Linked DNA regions of Mus musculus: region 1 is linked to region 2. A link is a contact called in public HiChIP or PLAC-seq data. All regions are on one chromosome and are shown on one strand. The core of a region is the stretch at or near the end of the contact, and the rest is flanking DNA. Distances in the headings are between cores, read along the strand shown. Region 1 overlaps Lrmda (leucine rich melanocyte differentiation associated). Region 2 holds the start of Lrmda (leucine rich melanocyte differentiation associated).

Evidence for each region. HiChIP or PLAC-seq counts read pairs in DNA pulled down with a chosen protein or histone mark.
Region 1: an H3K4me3 HiChIP or PLAC-seq map of the SCID.adh cell line shows a contact between it and region 2, with 8 read pairs. The contact joins the enhancer-like site here to the promoter of Lrmda in region 2. A contact is called at or near these places in 8 of 115 datasets of contacts at active chromatin or transcription factors (the SCID.adh cell line, acute myeloid leukemia, bone marrow-derived macrophages and 5 more) and 3 of 9 other capture datasets (liver, macrophages and pancreatic islet).

What each region holds. Positions count from the first base shown.
Region 1 is chr14:22,268,854-22,272,535 of GRCm38.p6, forward strand. All of the region lies in intron 2 of Lrmda (leucine rich melanocyte differentiation associated), which reads left to right. Among named protein-coding and RNA genes, the nearest start is that of Gm41107, 240 kb to the left of the region's middle. Within about 2 kb of position 2,153, at least 7 of the 459 cell types and tissues checked have an H3K27ac peak or open chromatin away from gene starts, as enhancers often do. A contact at or near this core is called in the SCID.adh cell line, where this site is marked.
Region 2 is chr14:22,017,965-22,021,477 of GRCm38.p6, forward strand. Lrmda (leucine rich melanocyte differentiation associated) reads left to right here and starts at 1,748. Exons shown (of 7, transcript NM_028275.1): 1 at 1,748-1,944. The coding sequence starts at 1,915. It overlaps Gm41106 (a long non-coding RNA gene), which reads left to right. Exons shown (of 2, transcript XR_874397.2): 2 at 1-841.

The DNA of each region.
Region 1 (3,682 bases), core at 903-3,402, 250 kb after region 2:
TCTGTTTATTATTGCTTTTGGGGTTATAAAGAAAGACTTACTTTCTGCTACCCAGCAAGGCTACCAAGTTAACTCGAAAGCACCAGCAAGGCTACCAAGTTAACTGGAAAGCAAGGGCTCTAAGGCTCACCCTGCTGAACATTCCCCCCTTTTTATTTCTAGAAGCAAAACTGAGTTATCCTGAGCACTCAATAATCCAGCTCTTTGATTCAGAGCAGAGCTTGTGTTGTGTGTCTGTTCACTGATGGAGTTCCTGGTTGGAAATAGTAAACAGAGGTTAATGGGTTTTGAATACCTTAGATCATAGCATTTTGGTATGTGAGTCTCTATGTGGGTATGAGGACATGGATGGGGTGAACTTATGGAATTGGCACCCAGAATGGTTTGGGCTATATGGGAGCCTCTTGGGCACACGTGTCCTTGAAGTTATCCAACCTGGCAGGCTGCTTTGGCCACACAAATGCAACTTGCTAAACTAGAGGCCGACCTAAGAAGAGCTCATTTAAGAAACAGTTGTATTCAATTGATCTGATTCCCTTTGGTCCATGTCAATTTAGCCTGCTGTTGGAAGCATTGGCAAGGATCACTATGGGAAGTCATTCCCTTCTCCTGGTACAGACCGAGTTTATACCTGCTCATGATGCTCATCCTTTGTACTTCTAATGTGTTGTCTCCAACCCCCAACCCCATCCCAATACCACCCCACACCCCTGTGAACAAGGCTAGTTACTCAGTCTAGAGGTTGGGCTTGTCCTTTGCTGGAGGAGCGGCAATGGTCAGCGGGGTCTGACACAAGCTTGATTCTGACCATCAGGGCTGTTATACGTAGGCTAAGTCTATGTCCCATGGTGGGCTGCATGCTGTCATGAGCAGATTGAGGGGTCTTGGATACCTTTAGCATTTAGCTACTTACAATGTTGGAAAGACCGTGTTTGCTCACAATACCATGATCTGTAACCCTCCCGAGAACACGTCCCATAGCTCCCACGTAGAAAGACAAGGAGGCACTGCTGGCCCCCGGCAGGAAGCCCCTCTCTTGCAGTCCACTGTCCCGGCGCCTGGCTTTGATGGGTATTCATAATCTATTTTGGAGCTTAGGAAATAACACAGGAAAAAGCCAGAAAAACAGTGGCTCCATATAGACAGAAAGACAATTAAAACTGATATGACTCTTAACAGAAGTGGCAAGAGCCGGCAGGATGGAAGTAATTTATTCAACGAATTGTCCAAATACATAAATTGTACTGATGTGTGCTGTGGTGGTGGGACAGTGGAAAATTTGATAGTTGTTTCCGTTGTGTGAATTACTCAGACAGGATGCCTTTGTGAAGTATGGGGGTTTGTTTAGTGTTCTGACAACAATTTAGATCCTGTTATGGTTATTGCAGTGTAATGCTGTAGTAAAAATTGAACATGACACACCAGCAATTTATTATTTGTATGTTTTTTAACCTTGAGTATCGGATTGTTTGTCCAAGCATATCCTTTGATTTGCTATGAAATTTATTGTTGATAAAAACAATCAGCTTTCCATTAGAAGGAAAAAAATTATTATTTTTTTTCAGGAACCATAGATTTAGGGGGAAAAATTCAGCCTAGGCTACAGGACTTATGACAGGTAGACTCATGACATTATATGGTAATTCGGCATGAAAGAATAATTGTGACACTCTACTTGGTTGTGGAGTATAATCGTGCTGTGAGGTTCAATTCACTGAAAGGCCAAATTATCTTCAACTACATTAGTCTGACAACCTATAATGCTCGGCAGAGGCAATTTGTAGACGTTTCACATACTTCCAGCAAACAGGCCTCCCCATTATGCCACCCATTAACAAATTTGTGTAGGGGAAAAAAAGTAACTTTTCCATTTTCCTGACTGTTTTCAAGCTTTGCAACAAAATAAATATCTAATAGGAGTATTTGCACTGCCATTTACTTGCTTGGTTTTGAAATTTGTCTGTGGGGTGGGAGGAGAGGAACACCTTTGAAGTGATGCGGCCTCAGGCAGGTTGATGTTTTCTTTGACTGGGGCAGCTGTGGGGTATGGTGGCAGGAGTGTCGTTTGGAGGCAGGAGGCAACATCTGCCTCATTATTTTGAGATAGTGTCTTTCACTGGCCTGAGGTTGGCTGGTTAGGCTTGGTTGGATGGCCAAGGAGCACCAGGTGTCTGCTTGTCTCTAACCCCCTAACGCTGATTCTACACGTACACACTACCACACTCACCCCTCCTTTTTTGTGGGTCCTAGAGATCAAAATCAGATCTCCATGCTTGTAGAAAAAGTACTTTACTGACTGAACCATCCCCTCAGCCCATGTGCAGAAGAGTTGATAGGGCTCTTGTCATTTTCCTGACTGCTATAGAGACAGTTGCTTCAGAGACTGTCAGGCCTGAGGTGGCATGGGCTGTTTTGCTCTCTGGTTCCAGGGAGTAGACAGAACGAGAAGCTTTCGCAGCCTGTGAATGAGCTCTCTGGCTTCTCTTGGAAGAATGGGAAAATCTCCTTTTATGCACGAGAAACTCAGCAGACACTATATTGAACAATTTTTAAAAACAATTGTTGATCATAAATGATACCAGATGAATGCTGGATATGTGGGTTATGTTAGCAGGTATGTCTGCTTGTGGGATGTGTAGACTTCTCTGGCTAAATGTTCTAAATATTTAAAAGGATATTTTTTCACTTCATCTGGAATTTTGGGAACCAGGAGAACCTATTGTTTCTCTTAATATTCACTGCCACGTCACCTTGCTCTTTTCAGCGTATTCCCAGGATCTCCTGCTCGTCTCCTGAGGCAGGCCCTTCTGGACTAAGGTGAACCCGACAAGGGTCGGAGGTTTACCAACAAAGGCTGGGCAGCAGAAATGTCCCTGGGGGCTTCTCTTCTTTGTCTCACCTAGCTCAGGCGGTCTGACAAGAGGGTCTTAAGCCCTGTGAATGAATGGGACCAGGATGAGTCATGTGCTTTATCTCCAGTAATTGATTTATAATTTATGATTTTTATGAGTTGTCAAACTTCCTACACCATTTCTGAGTAGGGCGGAGTAAATCACTGTGCCACATAGCGATGTTCTTCCCAGTGTCAGACACTGGCTCTTCATTACCGCAGCCCACTAGGCTTCCTGCCTGCTGCTTTCAGCAGGTCCAGTGGCTGTCCTCAGAGACAGGCTTGGAGTCAGTCTGTCCTATTAGCACTAAGAGATGCAGCATCTGTTTGGCCCCAAAGAATTGGGATAATAACCTCGATATCTATCTTCTGGTGTTGAATCTGCTCTTCTTGTTTGGCCCAATGGCCATTTTCCTTGATTACAAAGCCCCCCTTTATTCTAATGAGATGTAGGGGCCATTTTTAGAACCTTGGAATAGGGATGTTGAATCGGTAATCACCCACTGGCTAGTTTTTCTGTCATAAGTCTAAAAGCACATGTGTGAAAAAAAATATATATGTGTGTGTGTGTGTGTGTGTGTAGGTGTATATATATATATGCATATGTAGTAGGCATGTGTACATATGCATATGTATTTATATATATATGTTTATGTGTATATGTGTCTATTAGCCTCTTTCCCTGTGGCCAGAAATTCCATTCCCCAATGAGGTGGATTTCGAGGTGTGGCTAATAGTTCTGGCAGAGCTGAAGAGGGCACACACAGCAGCCGCTCAATACTGTTGGAAAAA
Region 2 (3,513 bases), core at 498-2,997:
TTCCTGTCTCCTGCTCTTCTGTCTCCAGCACCGTCTCTCTCTAGAAATGAGTCATAGAAGCCAAGACTCCTCATCCCCAAGGTGGATCCTGGGAACCTGACCCCCTCTCCCTCAGAGCAAGACTTACATCCTAGAGATCCTACTTGAAGCTGTCTTTCTGGGTGGGAGCTGGTCGCAAAGAAATCAAGTTGCCTTGTATGATGGAGAGTCCTTAGATCCTGATCCCAGAAGAGTCCCAGTGGGCTCCCTGGGGGAGGGATGCTCTCCTGCCCTCTCCCTTTAATGTTTACACACTCAATAGTGCACCCTTTTGTCCGTCATATTCCTGTTCAGCTAACTCAGCTTCATCCAGTCTGAGCTGTATCTTTGTGCGAGCGCACGCGAGCGCACACACACACGAACATACATGAATACATACACATGCACACACACACACATGAACATACATGAATGCATACACATGCACACACACATGCACACACATGCACACACGAACATACATGAATACATACACATACACACACACACACGAATACACATGAACACACACACATACCAACATATACATACACACACATACACACACACATGAACACACACACACGCACACACACACACACACACACACACACACACACACACACACACGGACATACACACTATTTTCTTCTCAGAGACACAGTCTTGTTATGTAGCCCCGTCGGGCCTCCAGTTTGAGATACCGCCTCAGCCCCTCAAGTGCTGTCATTACAGGCCTGTGGTTTCCCATCCACCACACCTTCATTTCTGAAGGCTCCCCTACCATGGAAAACTTGGATTAAATGTGTTTTTCTCTTGCTAACGTGACTTTGCTCTAGGCCTATCTATCAGCCACGACCCCAATGATAGGTAAGGACTGGCACCATCCTTAGGGTGGAGGTGGGAAGGCAAGAGCAGGCAAGAAGAAGGTTCCAGAGGGAAATCTGGAATGTGGGAGCTGCTGGTCTTGGGTTGGATTTCCCAGTCAGGAGGTGACAATGGTCACTTCTTCCTTCTGGAGGGTGAGGGTGAGGTGGGAGGGGTGTGTGTGTGTGTGTGTGTATACACGTATGTGTGTTTAGGCTCGTGTGTGTGCTGCCGACAGGATTAATAGCTTTGATTCTTACACATGTCTCTTCCCTTGGAGGAGAATAAGAACAAAAGGATCCTGAGAGTAGGAGACATTATCAATATTCCTGCCCTAACTTTCATTACTGTCAGCTACTGCGGTGGTGGTGGGCCTGAAGAGAGTAGGGGCTGTATGACCAGCTGACACTTTAAGGGGAAAATTCAACCTTTCCTTGTAGCCTTCTCTCTAACAAATGGAAACTCCATCCCACCAGGAGACCCATTCCCCACTGCTAGCAAGCTCATACTTTTTAGACTGTACTGGGGACTTTGAGTGAAGAGGCCCCTCCTTCCAGCAGTTGAGGACGGTTATGTAACCTAGATTGTGAAATTCTGGGAAGGCCCAGTTCTGAGTCGGGAACTAGCAGCAACTCTGCTGACACGTCCACGATGGGGACCCCCTTCACCCTTCACTTCAAGTCTGAGTCTGATGAATGCAATAAAGCTCTGGGCATTGGATTCTGGAAGGGGCACCTTTTGGGGAGCGGGGGCCGTAGAGGAACCGGACAGGAACTGGGCAGGAGAGAGGAGTAGTCGCGTGGGGTTCCCACGCTGGGTGCAGCGCCGCGGGCCACCCGCTGCGAGCTGCCCGGAGGTGCAGGTTCACGTGCACCGGGTTGAGCCAGCCAGCGGCGGCAGCGCTGCTGCGCACAGTTCTTGGTGGCCGACCGGAGTCTAGGGCTTCCGTTGGTCAGCTGACCTCCCAGTGCGGAACTGCGCCGCCCGCCACCCTGCTCAGTGCCGCCCGCCTGCTGGGTTCCTGCCACAATGGCTGGGCTCATGGTCAGTGGAACTCAAGTAAGTCGGTCCAAGTGAGCCCCATCTAGTCCCGGGATCCAGTTGGGGATGGGAGGGACAGAGGGGCACGGGTCTCCAAGGCTTTTAACCTGAGTGCCTTTTCCCTGGGAGGAGGTCGCATGTGCAGGTGATGTGTGCCAAGTACCCACACTTTCTCCAAGTTGAAGAAGGGTCAGACTCTTCTTTTGATCCTGCCACACTTTGTAGTGGTGTGATAAGCAGTTGAGATCCCCCAACTCCCTCTGTCCTTAGAGTCACACTGATCAACACTTAGGGACTAACTTCTCCATGCGACCCAGTGCTGGTGGCTCATATTTTTCACCAAAAGTGGTTCAGTTTCTTCTTTCACAATGCGGGTTTTAGAAGAACTTTTAGGGTGCAAGAAAAATGTTTTAATACGCAACCGTTTACCTATTGATACCAGGGCAACTGTACAAATGATCTGATACATTTACATGGGAGAAAGGGGGGAGGGGGCATGGCAGCAAAGCGCACAGAGTCATCAGAGCCACAACGAAAACCACAGAGTGTCGCCTGGCCGGGGGCTGGAGGAGCTCTGTTTTCACAATGAGGTTCCTTTTCAAGGCTGGTGGAGGCCCAGGGTGTGCTACATTTTTACTCTGGTTCTTGAAGAGGTGTCACTAAGGCATGGCAAGACTGGATGGTAGACACCCCGCAGTGCCCGTTTTCAGCTCTTTGGTAAGGTCTCTGGTAAACTCCCCTAGGCTGAGCAGGGACCCTGTATGTGCTGAAAAAAAAAGTAGTTTCTCTTTTGCTTTGCCTCCCATGAAGCCAGCACTCACTATGCAAAGTTCTCCACCCTAGGGAGACAGGGTGAAAGTTCTCCCTTTAGGCTCAGAGCATCAGGGATAAGGGAATTGTTCTTCCTCAGAGGCCTCAGAGTTTTACAAAGGGGAAACACAAATACCTGCTGGGTGCACCCTACCAAACTACTCCATTTTTTTTTTTTTTTTTTAAAAAAACAGAGTCTGGTAGTTTATTCCTCAACTGAATACATTTATTGAGTGACTTCTATGCACCAGGCACCCTGCAGGTATTGATGGAAATAAGCTGAATTGCCATCTCTCTGCTGCCCCTATTGGCCTAATCTCCTAGGATCCCTGGCTCTGCCTGGAGTCTCAGACAGGCACAAGTCCAGAGCTCAGCAGTGAGCCTGCCAGGCTGCTGTCAGCCTCCACTGAGCGGCCAGAAAAGGAGAATCTTATTTTAAGCCAGGGTATAGGGGCTTCTGGGAGGTTTGGCTTCCTAGAAAGAGGGGTGTGTGCCCGGGAAGGGGGTCCTGCCCTCATGCATCTGCCTACAAAGCAGGGTCCTCTCCCCCTGCATACTGTGGTCTCTGCATTTCTGGTCCCAGCATTCTTTGTGCTTAGTTTCTTCCAAGTTCCTGGAGAACTTGACAGTGAGGTTGAAACTTCCCAAGACTTCCTTGTTCTTATCTTGTCCTCCTCAAGACTTGATGCTTCAGGTACCTTCACAGAGCTCAGGGGCATCTGCTGACTTGTGGGAAGGCTTTTTTTTTTTTTTTTTTTTTTTTTTTTTTTTTTTTTG